2 separate regions of the Zea mays genome follow, and region 1 is linked to region 2. A link is a contact called in public Hi-C data. All regions are on one chromosome and are shown on one strand. The core of a region is the stretch at or near the end of the contact, and the rest is flanking DNA. Distances in the headings are between cores, read along the strand shown.

Region 1 (5,441 bases), core at 1,806-4,305, 240 kb before region 2:
ACACGTTTTTTTACTGTTCTACTTTGTAAAAGAGAGGGAAACAGGGGAAAATGCTTAAAAAAAACTGAAGGAGCAAGTTGGAATTGCAGCAGCTTGAGCAGACCGCTTTTAGCAAGCAGCCGATCCGTACTTGGCAAAATAATAACAGAGAAGTATGGAAGAAAAAATCCCCAAGCACCTAACCCTCTTTATTTGATTCACTCGGCCCCAGCCTCCACCCAGAGCATCGTTATCCTGCGTAAGCTTGCTCCCGTCGTGCAAGAAAGAAAAATTGCACATACCTTTATATTTGAGTGGGGCGTTTGGGCTGATAGTTTTTGGAGAGGGGAGTGGGTGCTGGTGGTGATGAGATTTAGGGATCATCAGGGCAAAGCGGGATTTGGGGAGGATTGGAGAGGTGATTTGATATTCAGATTTGAGGGAAGTTTGGGTTGACAGGATTGGGAGGGTGGAGTGGGTGCTGGTGCTGATGAGATTTGGGGATTCTCAGAGCCAAGCAGAAGAGTCGATGTTGACATGATTTGGAAACAGTGTGCAGAAAGTGATTCATACATGCAATGAGCCGCTAGCTTCTCTTCATACGGAAGGATTGATGGCTGCTTCGTTGTGCGTTGCGAATGTATATGACTGTCTGCAAACAAAAATCACACGGGTAGATATTTTACAGAGGCGAGAGAGTATCGGTGGGCCGAGAAAACTCAGAGCTTAACGATCTACCGTTCCAGCTTTATCACACGGTACTGTTTTTGGCAAGCTACGTGGCTATCTCCTCTTTTCAAGAATAGATCCAAGATTCGTATAGTAAAGATAAAGATTAGGGATCACAGGAGAGCTTTTATACCATCCGCAGCAAAATGCGTCTCAGGCATACGCTTGCAAGTAAGCAGACGCTGAATCGAGCAGAGTAGAAACACAAATGAGCCGAGCCGAACGAGCGCAACGGAAGTTATTTGACTTTGTAACGTCCTCGTCGCGGCTTCACCACTTTATTACTCCGCAGCTGAGCTTCGCTAGTTTGGTATTATGAAGCACACACCCACACCAGTTTGAGACTGTTAATCTCCCGCACTCTGTAAGCGTCTGTTTTCTTGCGCTTGATGAAGGGAGCACACACCTGTGTACTAATCTACCCCTAACCGCGAGAGCAGACGGGAGTAACTCAACAGAAGGTGCCCGCGCCGCCGTCTGCATTCCGCGCGGCCATCTGCCACATGGTGCCCGCGCCCCGTCTGAACAAGGATCTGGTGCCCGCGGCCCCGTCTGAACTAGGATCTGGTACCCGCGCCGCCGTCTGCATCCCGCGCAGCCGTCTTGCTTCCGCGCCGCCGTCTGCATCCCGCACAACCGTCTTGCTTCTGTTTCCCTTCACCTGGCTGCATGAAGGTACAAAGCTTCGTCTCAAGTCATCCTTCATGGACGCACGATCTCGGCACGCCGCTGCTGCTGCACACTAACCGCTGCGAGAAGGACCCGTCGGCGCCGCCCAAGCCGACGCACCCGGACCCGCCGCCCGAGAAGGACGACTTGAGGCGGAGCTGCTCGAAGTAGAGCACGCGCACCACCATCTGGATCGGCAGCCGGTCGTTCTGCGCCGCGTGGCTCGACGCGTCCTGCGACAGCTTCTGGCAAGTCGATCAGCTTGCACAGCCGCTTGCACTCCGACTCCATCAGAGATGGATGTGCCTGTTTTTTGTTTGGTTTTTTTTCCCGCAGCAAAACATTTGGTCAGCCAACGAGTTCTCTTTTCTCTAGACACAAAACCGATCAAGAAATGACAAAGCAAACAGCTTGTGCAAAGGATGCGCTTGACCTGATTACAAAGGGCTTTAGGCTACCGTCAGAAATGGAATTCATTGACACTAAATCAAATATGTTCTTATTCTATTTGATCAGCTAAACTTATTCTGTTTGATCCTACAAATGTCATGTTTTTTTTGTCAATTTTTATACAATTTAACTCCATGCATATACATTGATCTGGAAAAGTTTGACCAGACACAGATCAATGGTCGATCCGGAGTAAGGAGAAGTCCTCCACCCACCAGTCTTCCCGGCAGCGTGCGGCGGCGTAGTCGCACGTCTCCAGGTGCGCCAGGCCGGAGACCAGCTGCTCCTTGCCCGCGCTGGCGGCGACGGCGTCGACGCAGCGGGCCACCAGCCCGACCTGCTCCGCCACGGGGCCGTCGCACCTGCACAGCACCTCCAGCGCCCCGTCCAGGCTCCACAGCGCCACCTCGGCCAGGTACGCCTCCGCCCGGGCCACGAGGTTGTCCGCCTGGTGGTCCTCCGTCATCTCCAGGTACTCCGTCACGCACCGCAGCTGCGTCACGTTCGCCGCGGTTATCTCGAGGGACAAAATTGACTTTTACCGTAGCTCAGAAAAGGTTAAAGAGGCCGGTAGATTAACAGTCCCAAACTAAGGTCCTGTTTGTTTACCCCCTAGATTATATAATCTGGATTAAATAATCCTAAGAGGCAAACAAACAGTCCAGTTTATTTGCCCAGATTATATAATCTAACCCCTTGGATTATGATAATCCATAAGCAAGTGAGGAGGTGCTTATTTCAGATTATTTTTTTCCCACTTCCCCACTACCCTTTCAAGTTTCCTAGAAATTACCCACCATTGCCATTATAATCCACCGAATCGTTTTTGCGCCTAGTACTAGTCAATTTGGAGATGAAGAAGGTGACATGAATGTCTTCCGTGATAATATTGCTAATGCAATATTTGCCAATGTCAATTGAATTATTTTTTTTCATATATGAGTTTCAACCTAGTACAAATATAGAGGGCATTCTTGTCTTCCTCATACAAAAGAATCCTATTAACAACTCAAATAATCTGGGTAAACAAACAGGACTACTCAGATTATATAAGATTATATAATCTATGGGGGTAAACAAACATGTCCTAACACGGGTGTGTGATCTATAATAACAAACTGGCGAAGCTTAGCTAAGTAATAAAGTGGCGAAGTCGCGCGACCAGAATGTTACGAAGTCAAATAACTCGCGCAACGGAGCCTGTCCAGAAGCGATGTCGTCCTTCGCCGTGGATGCGCTTCCACGCCACGCGTCCTCAATCAGGATTCGGGACAGGTGCCGCAGCGCATGCGCAGCCCCTGTGCGGCACGCCGGCACTGCCGTGCAGATTTTTTTTCTTCCAAACTCGGCTTCCCCCACCGCAAACCAAGAGCTCCAATTCCTCGTGCCTCTGCCAATCCCTCCGGCCCTCCTTCCAGGCTTCAGGACCTTCTCCTGCGACGCCAGCACCGCCCCGAGCCGCGGCCCGAATCTAGGGTTCCCCTCTCCCGCCGTCGACAGCCGGATCGCACATAGTGCACCTCCACGATGCTGCCGTGCGCGAGGTCGGTGCTTCGAAGGAGGGGGCTGGCATCTTCCGTCCCGCGGAGGTGCGGCGGGGAGGGCGAGTGCTCCACTTGCGCGGGGGAGCTGGTCGCCAATGCCAGGTGTTCGAGCACGCTGGCTGCGCTCGGCGGCGGCGGGCGCGTGCTCGAGCATGGCGGCCGGTGGGCATATCCGCAGACCGGCGTGATTGGCGCGGGGCGGATGACGCGCACGCAGACGAGGTGTTTCTTCGGGTGCGGCGACGGGGAGGAGGGGGGCGTGCTCTCCAAGGTCTATGAGGAGAGGCGCGTGATTGGGTATGCGGTCAATCGAGAGTTGCCTTATGGTAGTTCTGGAGATTGATTTATAATAACGTGGAAATCGTTGGGGATTGTGGCGTTATTGTGACTGCTTTGGTGAAATCAGGTACTCACCAGACCAGATGTTTGCTGTTGTCGCGTCAGTGGACCTCTACGAGGACTTTGTGCCATGGTGCCAGCGGTCCAGGATTATTAGGTGCCATGAAGATGGCTCATTTGATGCAGAGCTCGAGATTGGATTCAAGTTCCTTGTTGAAAGTTATGTCTCCCGTGTGGAGATGGAGAAGCCCAGGTATATCAAGGTGAGAATTGTGAAATGAACATGTAGGTTATGGCATACCTTATGAATGAAGACAATAACATCTGGTATAAGGAAATGGCCTACTTTCAAGGCTCATCACACATTCGACCCTTTTTTTAACAAATCACACAGGACTTTTGATATGTTACCTATTTGCGCCTTTATATTTCTTAGCATGCTTGTAGGAAGCCACTAGCATAATTTATCTATCTGCAAAACCTCTAGTATGATTTAATTGTGTGTTTCTAATGTTGAGTGTCAAATGGATATACTCGAAAAAGTTATTATCATGCGCTCTCACCTTTCTATAATTTGACTACTTGCGAACTGATCGGTGTACTTCTAGACTGGTTTCTTGTTTGTTTGTCATAGTTTCTTATGGAATCTTGTATGTTTCTGCAGAATACGTGCAAGTTATAAATACTTTTTGTATTGACAAGGTTCTTAAATTCAATTAACTCTAGGAACTACGATACATTTGTGCTTCCGAATACTGTCCTTTGTGGAAGTTAAAGTTTCATGCTAAAAATGTTAATAGTTATGCTTTTGGTGATATTGTTAATTCATAATTCACTATTTATTGGCACTGAAAAAGATCTGTGCTCTTGTTTAGCCAAGTGATGGTGAAATCTAGAAAAATATTACCTTACCTGAACTAGCAATAAGCACCAGTTTGATTTTTGCGATAGCTGTTAATTGTTGGGATGGGAATCTCAAGTTAGTCATTTGTTAGGTTCACTGGATTAAAAATTTGCATAGACTAATATGAGCTCATCCTCTAGATTTAGTATTCATGTTACCACAATAATGGAGACATCAGATTTTTTTTGCCTTACTTACAGGCTGCATGCCTGCATGTGCCATACTATTTGAACAGAAAGTATCTTCATATATGTGTATGTATATCATACAACTAATCATCTTCCTAGAGTGGTGCTTTCTTTTGAATAGCTTGGATGAGCTGTGGTATTTGATAATAAACTGCAATTTAGGTTGAAACTTTTTTAACCAAGATGTTCTATAGTATCAGTTACTGCATGATATTTTGATGTGTGTGCTGATTGTACCACAGAAAATGCTGTTCTAGGCCGCTAGGAATATGAATTTGTTGTACTTGTAGTGTTCTTTAGTACAACTATTTTGCAAATTATGGTCTGTGGTAATATCAGAGTGGCACTTTTTCTTGAAAGAAGCTGATGTTGTAGTTTTTTCTCTCTCTCTATTCTGCATTTACCATTTTGTTTATGCTTGAGAAAATTGCATTATGTTGTTTTATGTTTCTTACTAGCAATGACTACATGCAGACTACAGCATCTGAAAGTGGACTTTTTGATCATTTGGTAAACGTTTGGGAGTTTAAGCCTGGTCCTGTTCCAGGGACATGTGACATCTATTTCTTAGTCAATTTTAAGTTTCAATCACCACTGTATCGTCAGGTAAATCATGCTTTTAATGATACTGCACATATA
Region 2 (5,969 bases), core at 401-2,900:
AGCTGCATCTTTCTAAATAATATTGCATTATATAGTGACTTAATAATATATAGATGTGAAATATATAATCATCATTCAACATTATAAGTAATCTAAATTATAAATTGTCATATATCCATCATCAAAGGCCAAGGTACGAGTCAGATATCTATAAATTTATCTAATATCCATCATTATTGTATAGGTTGATTAATTTGGAACAACTCTTGGGCCGGCTCGGCTCTGATCGCTACACCAACAAGCTCGGAAACCTAGCTTGGCTCGGCTCGCGAGCCGCTCGAACTCGAGCTAGCTCTCGAGCCTCGATCTTTTTTTCCAGACCTACATTCGAAAGACAGTCATAGTGTGGAGTTCTAGAAAGAACTTCACCGAGAGTTTTGCTAGAGAGTTTTGATGATGGTTGTCTATTGATGAGGTAGACAACGGTAGATTCTGTTTCACACCAAAAAAATGCAAGGGGACAAACGAAGATATCAAAAGAGTGCGAGCAGTTTCTATGATACGAACATTTGGGGTAGGAGATTCTGGATTGAACAGAGAATTTTATAGACTATATAAATCTATTCAGGTCCTGAAACCTTTTGGTTGGGATCCTATTTTTTACAATGAATCTAGCTTAGAAAGCTGAACCAAACACACCCAAGGCTATCTCCAACAGCTTTTCCTATCCTATCTCATATTTCAAACTACAGTTTATAAACCGTGTGTTTTACAGTACTAAACGATGTCTTGCACGATCATATACATGTCTGCTGCAAACAACTTAAGTAACTAACTATGACATAAAGACTACTAATTTTAGCTAGAAATTATATTGCAAACAACAACAAAAATGTCTTGCCATTGAGATGGGGAGGCGAATGTAAAGTTAGGAGAATAGAGACACATATAGAGGAAGAGGGGGAGGACGAGGACGAGGGGTGAAGGTGGGCACGACTACCAACGACGGGTAGCGGAACGCTAAGGCGTGTTGACGTGGGCTTTGAATAGGCTGAGTTGATGGAGGCCTGCGTGTGGCTCCTTGCCCCTGTCGCACTAGATGAAATTGCACGACAAGTGCCGCACCTGAGTCGGTAGCGCGACAAAGGAATCATGTTAGGTGCTGTTTAGTTCACATATTTGTAACATAAACGATAACCGATAACGTTAAACTATGTTTGTTTAAGTCTAACTGTAATTAGATATCACACTAAAAACTGATACCGTTATATTTAAACTTGTTACCACTGATAATTAAGTGTGAATCATTACCGCTGCCATTTACGTTACATTTCGTGAACTAAACGACACCTTATTGATATTTTGTGAACCAAATGATACCTAATTGGTCAACTCGTGATCGAATTGAATTAGACCATATTTAGAAGCAACCCAGTTTTAAGAAAACCCGTTTTTTATCTTTTAGCCAGGAGATGTCAACTTCTTGATTTTTATGAAACTAAGAATCTAATTTTTATAAACTAAATCATAAACTGGTATGTTCGGAACCACATTAATTTTTATAAATCAGTTTCTTAAAAACGCATGACCTTAACTAAGTAGATTAGTTTTGATTTTCTCTGTCTCATGTTATTTTAAAAAATAGTTTTAAAAAGTTAAAATTTTAAAAAATCAATAGATAAAGGACAAAAAAGAAAAACATCATAACAAGAGAGCTATTTTATTATACCAAGATGCTCAGCTAACCGCGAGATCCAGAACGAACGGCGGGGCGACCTTCTTCCTGCGAAGGCAACTAAACATCGTCTGTCCCTCCTGCCTGGTCGGCTGGTCCCCGTCTCTTCTCAGATCTCACTTGTCCCGTGCCGCGCGCCCTCCCGCTTCCGATCCCCGCGTGAGCGCAGGCCAAAAACCTAACCCCTGGTCTCACCATCGCTTCCTCCGCCTGAGGAGGAGCAGGCCGGCGGAGGAGGAGATGGTCTTCATGGCGGCGCTGGAGGCCGATCTGCGCGCTCTCTCCGCTGAGGCACGCCGCCGCCACCCCGCTGTCAAAGACGCCGCCGAGCACGCTATACTCAAGGTACGCCTCTCCTTACCAAAGCAGTGCGCAGTACGCACACTTCAGCAGTGATCATGATACCGACACCCATTTCGCGTTCCTTCAGCGCCCTCGCCAGTTCCGGATCCATTTAGCGGCGGGGTAGCACACCAACGTTTAGGCCGGTAATTGAAATTTGGAAGTGTTGACAATATTCTAGTCTTTTATGCGATTGTGCGATGTCACTATATCAGAGTGTTAGAATTAGTGATATAGACAGCTGGAACCTCTGCAATTTGTGCATTGTGGTTAAGTTATATTAATGGTTAGACAAGTCTATCCTCTACGTGGTGTAGAACGATGAATGACTTTGACATTTGAGGGGAAGTCGGGCAGTGGCGGATCTAGGATTTTATCTAAGGGTATGCCGTTCAAAATTTTCATACATAAACTCGGTAAATTTATTTTTTAATTATATAATAATTATAGAAGCATCGTGATTCATTATTGATGCACTAAGTAACGCAATAACATCTAAATTCAAGGATTAAGTTAAATCATCCATTAAATACAATATAAATGGTTTAAAATTCATATTGATAGTTCAAATACAACCATAAAGGAGCATTAGAGATTTACACATTATTTGTTGACTGCCTTTCAAAGGAACATAAATGTTATAGATCTCATGAGTGTCACGTGGATCTCACGAGTGTTTATGTCCAGTGACATGTCAACATGTATTGATAACACACCAAGCTACGCCCTGCACACAATCCTTGAGGCCTCTACCGTCAGCTGCCCGGCCACAAGGTTGCCGTGGCCACACCAACTTGGGAGGGGCAGGCCGGGCAGGCAGCAGACCGCAGGTAGCAGACCACAGGCAGCAGGCCGGACGCAGGCTCAGCGGCAAGCCACAGGTAGCAGACGCCCGCAGCCATACCAGAGGGACCGAGGGAGAACATCCGCTCACAGGGTATGCCGTGGCATATACGGCATACCATGTAGCTCCGCCACTGAGTCGGGGGTTATATTGCTTTTGCTCAGATGCTTGGAACCGATTTTGTGAATTTGGTTGTACCGATTTTGTGAGTTTTGGACTGGAGATCTCAAGTCCATATCAAAAGCACATTGTTTTCATGGTTTTTTTGGAGAAGCGTAAGCACCATATGCCCAAAGAAACACAAACCATGTGGAGCTGAAGGAACTTCACTGGTTTCTTCAAGTTGAAGGGTCTATTAACTGCTCCTTCCGTTCCACTGTAAGTCATTTTGGCTTTTCTATGTACATAGCTTTTGCTATGCACCTAGATACTATGTGTCTATCTAAAAAAAAGCCAAAATGACTTATGATTTGGAATGAAGGTAGTAGTAGGCTAGTAGTCATGTGTTCGATGGCTCATGTGAAGTTGTAAGCTTAGCTTGGAAAATGGAAACTATATCCAATGTTGGATTGCTGTTATCATTTCCAGTGGTCTTCAGAACTTCTATGTGTATAAGGTTGGGTGTTTCCCCGCTTTTATGTGTGTCGGCATGTGTCTAAAGAGTGTGACCAACTGACCATAACTTCATTTCCAATGCATCCAAGGTTCTAATAGGTGCTAGGTGCTACGCTACCTAGTGCCCAGGAGGACAGCTTAGCCTGTGCACATTTTTTGGAAGCAAGATCAGGAGGCTCATATATTGATACATATGTTGCAATAGGAGCTGATTACATACATATTCACAAGGCAGAGTAATATAAAGCTTAAAGCCTTAAAGCATCACAGATTCACAAGGCGTGAGGCATGATGCACTCAATCTGACAAACAGTAAACAGAGACGAAAATCACAACACAACTACTGAATTTTCATGATAATCAATTCGTCGACAGTCCTCTTTTTCCTGCACTCCTGCCCGCCAGTTCTCATGGCTCTTGATTTTCCTACTCCTGTGTTTTATTAGCTGCCCATGGCCTAGGTGATTAAGCGTAGACGAAATTACACCTTTTGGAACACTAATATCATCACACTCTTTGCCGAAGAGTTTGAACCTATAGAAACTCATGCACTGTTTCGATTTTATTATATTTTTAGGCAGTTTTTGTATCACTATGGCAGATGTAACCAATTATTAGCTTTATTCCATGACCATCTGGGATGAATCTCTTTCATCTATGTTATTTTGCCATAGAATGGTTAAGCATTCCATCTATCTCATAAAAGGTAGCTTTCATTTTTTAATCTTTATAGTGCCAGGGGCCTCTTTTCTCTCTCTTGTAATCCAAATAAATAATGTTTGTTGATTATCAGTCAAGGAGAATACTTTTTATCCATTTCCTATAGTTCTGCAAAATTCTTGTAATTTATGACTTTCTATACATCTCAGTATTAGTATGTATCATAAGTGTTACTTGTTCGTTGATAAGGTATCATTTTTTATTTCTTTTTTGGTCTTGAAGCTCCGATCTCTATCTGCCCCAAGTGAAATAGCTCAAAATGAAGATATACTGCGGATGTTTCTGATGGCATGTAATGTCAAATCAGTGAAGTTGAGTGTCATAGGACTATCCTGTTTGCAAAAGCTTATATCACACGCTGCTGTTGCATCATCTGCGCTGAAGGATATACTAGCGACTTTGAAGGATGTGAGTTCTTAGTTAATTTTTGCCCTCATTCTGTTTATTTTGAAATTTCATTGATAAATGTACAAATCAAACATGATATTCTGCATTATCTTTTGGCTGTCATGCCATTTAGGAACTTAGGCCCAGTTCGGATCAACTCACCTTTCTATAAGCTGCAATAGCTAGGGAGAGCTAGCTTATATCTTCTTCTGAGCTGGTTGGTTGGGTGTGGTCTATAAGCTGGGCTGTTTGGATCAGATAGAGCTTTTTTAGCAGATTCCTATAAGCTCCAGCTAATCCAAATTGTTTTAGGCTAGCTCAGTTGGTGGGAGGCGTGGCTGTACACCTCCACCACCCGGGTTCCTGTGATCCTGTCATCTTAAAAAAACTTTTAGACCAACCTAGAAGGAACTAGGTGGCTTTATATTAATATTAATAAGAAAATATGCACCCATATTCACCTCGATGAGTACTTGAACCTGGGTTCTAGATGGGATGATGCACCATGATTTCATTCCTCATACTAGTGTTATTTATTAGCTTGTGTGAGGTGGTGATGGATTGACTCATTCCATTCCACAAACCAAACACCCCATTACTGTTTTTCTTAATTGAGTTTGAGATCATGTTTTACAGACACAATAATTCCAAACCCACATTTATCAATCTAGAAGTTTATTATAGTACTTTTTATTTGAACCTTTATGTTTATGTTTCTTCTCTTCAACTCTCATGACAAAATTTGATTTCCATAATCATCTGTAGTTATAGCTGCAATCTTGAACTCATTGTTTCTGAACTCTGTTGTTTGTTTGTTGCAGCACGCAGAGATGACTGATGAGATTGTTCAACTAAAGACTTTGCAAACGATGTTGATTCTCTTTCAATCACATCTACATCCTGAAAGTGAGGTATCAACTATCAGTAGCTATAATTTTATTGCTTTTGTGTGGAAGGTTTCCTACATGCCATGTGTTTAGCTAACCTTTGAACATGTGAAAGCTTCTATCTATCAAAATAGTAAACATATGACCACATTAATGAGCCAACATGCCATCACCTGATGATAACACTGTGGATTTTTTTTTGTCTTTCTCGTGTGGATTATGGCCCTGTTCGACACAGTTTAAACTTCTCTATAAGCTGTTTTTTCTAGCTGCACAGAGAAACCACTTCTCACACAAGCTGCTGGATAAAAAGCTATCCTGTTTAGAGGTTTGTCTTCTTTTTCAACTTTTTTATGAAGATCCAGAGATGAACAAGGTTGCCACTGGTGCTCTCATCAGCAGAGAGAAAAGCCATGGCCTAAGCTTGGCTTATTTTCTGCGGCAACACAACTGCTGGCATTGGGTGATCATGTTGCACGTGCGGCTCCCAATCTCGTTA

What was found. Hi-C and Micro-C count contacts between places; a contact is called where the count stands out from the background.
Region 1: a Hi-C map of ear shows a contact between it and region 2, with 4 times the contacts expected there. The contact joins the promoter of LOC100381842 here to the promoter of LOC103652462 in region 2. A contact is called at or near these places in 6 of 25 Hi-C or Micro-C datasets (ear, endosperm, leaf and 1 more).

Annotation. Positions count from the first base shown.
Region 1 is chr3:197,806,296-197,811,736 of Zm-B73-REFERENCE-NAM-5.0, reverse strand. It overlaps LOC100381842 (Polyketide cyclase / dehydrase and lipid transport protein), which reads left to right and starts at 3,055. Exons shown (of 4, transcript NM_001318216.1): 1 at 3,055-3,668; 2 at 3,778-3,973; 3 at 5,277-5,408. The coding sequence starts at 3,355. It overlaps LOC103651154 (a long non-coding RNA gene), which reads right to left and starts at 617. Exons shown (of 4, transcript XR_564595.3): 1 at 282-617.
Region 2 is chr3:197,568,909-197,574,877 of Zm-B73-REFERENCE-NAM-5.0, reverse strand. LOC103652462 (protein MON2 homolog) reads left to right here and starts at 1,650. Exons shown (of 44, transcript XM_020550458.3): 1 at 1,650-2,020; 2 at 4,419-4,604; 3 at 5,405-5,494. The coding sequence starts at 1,916.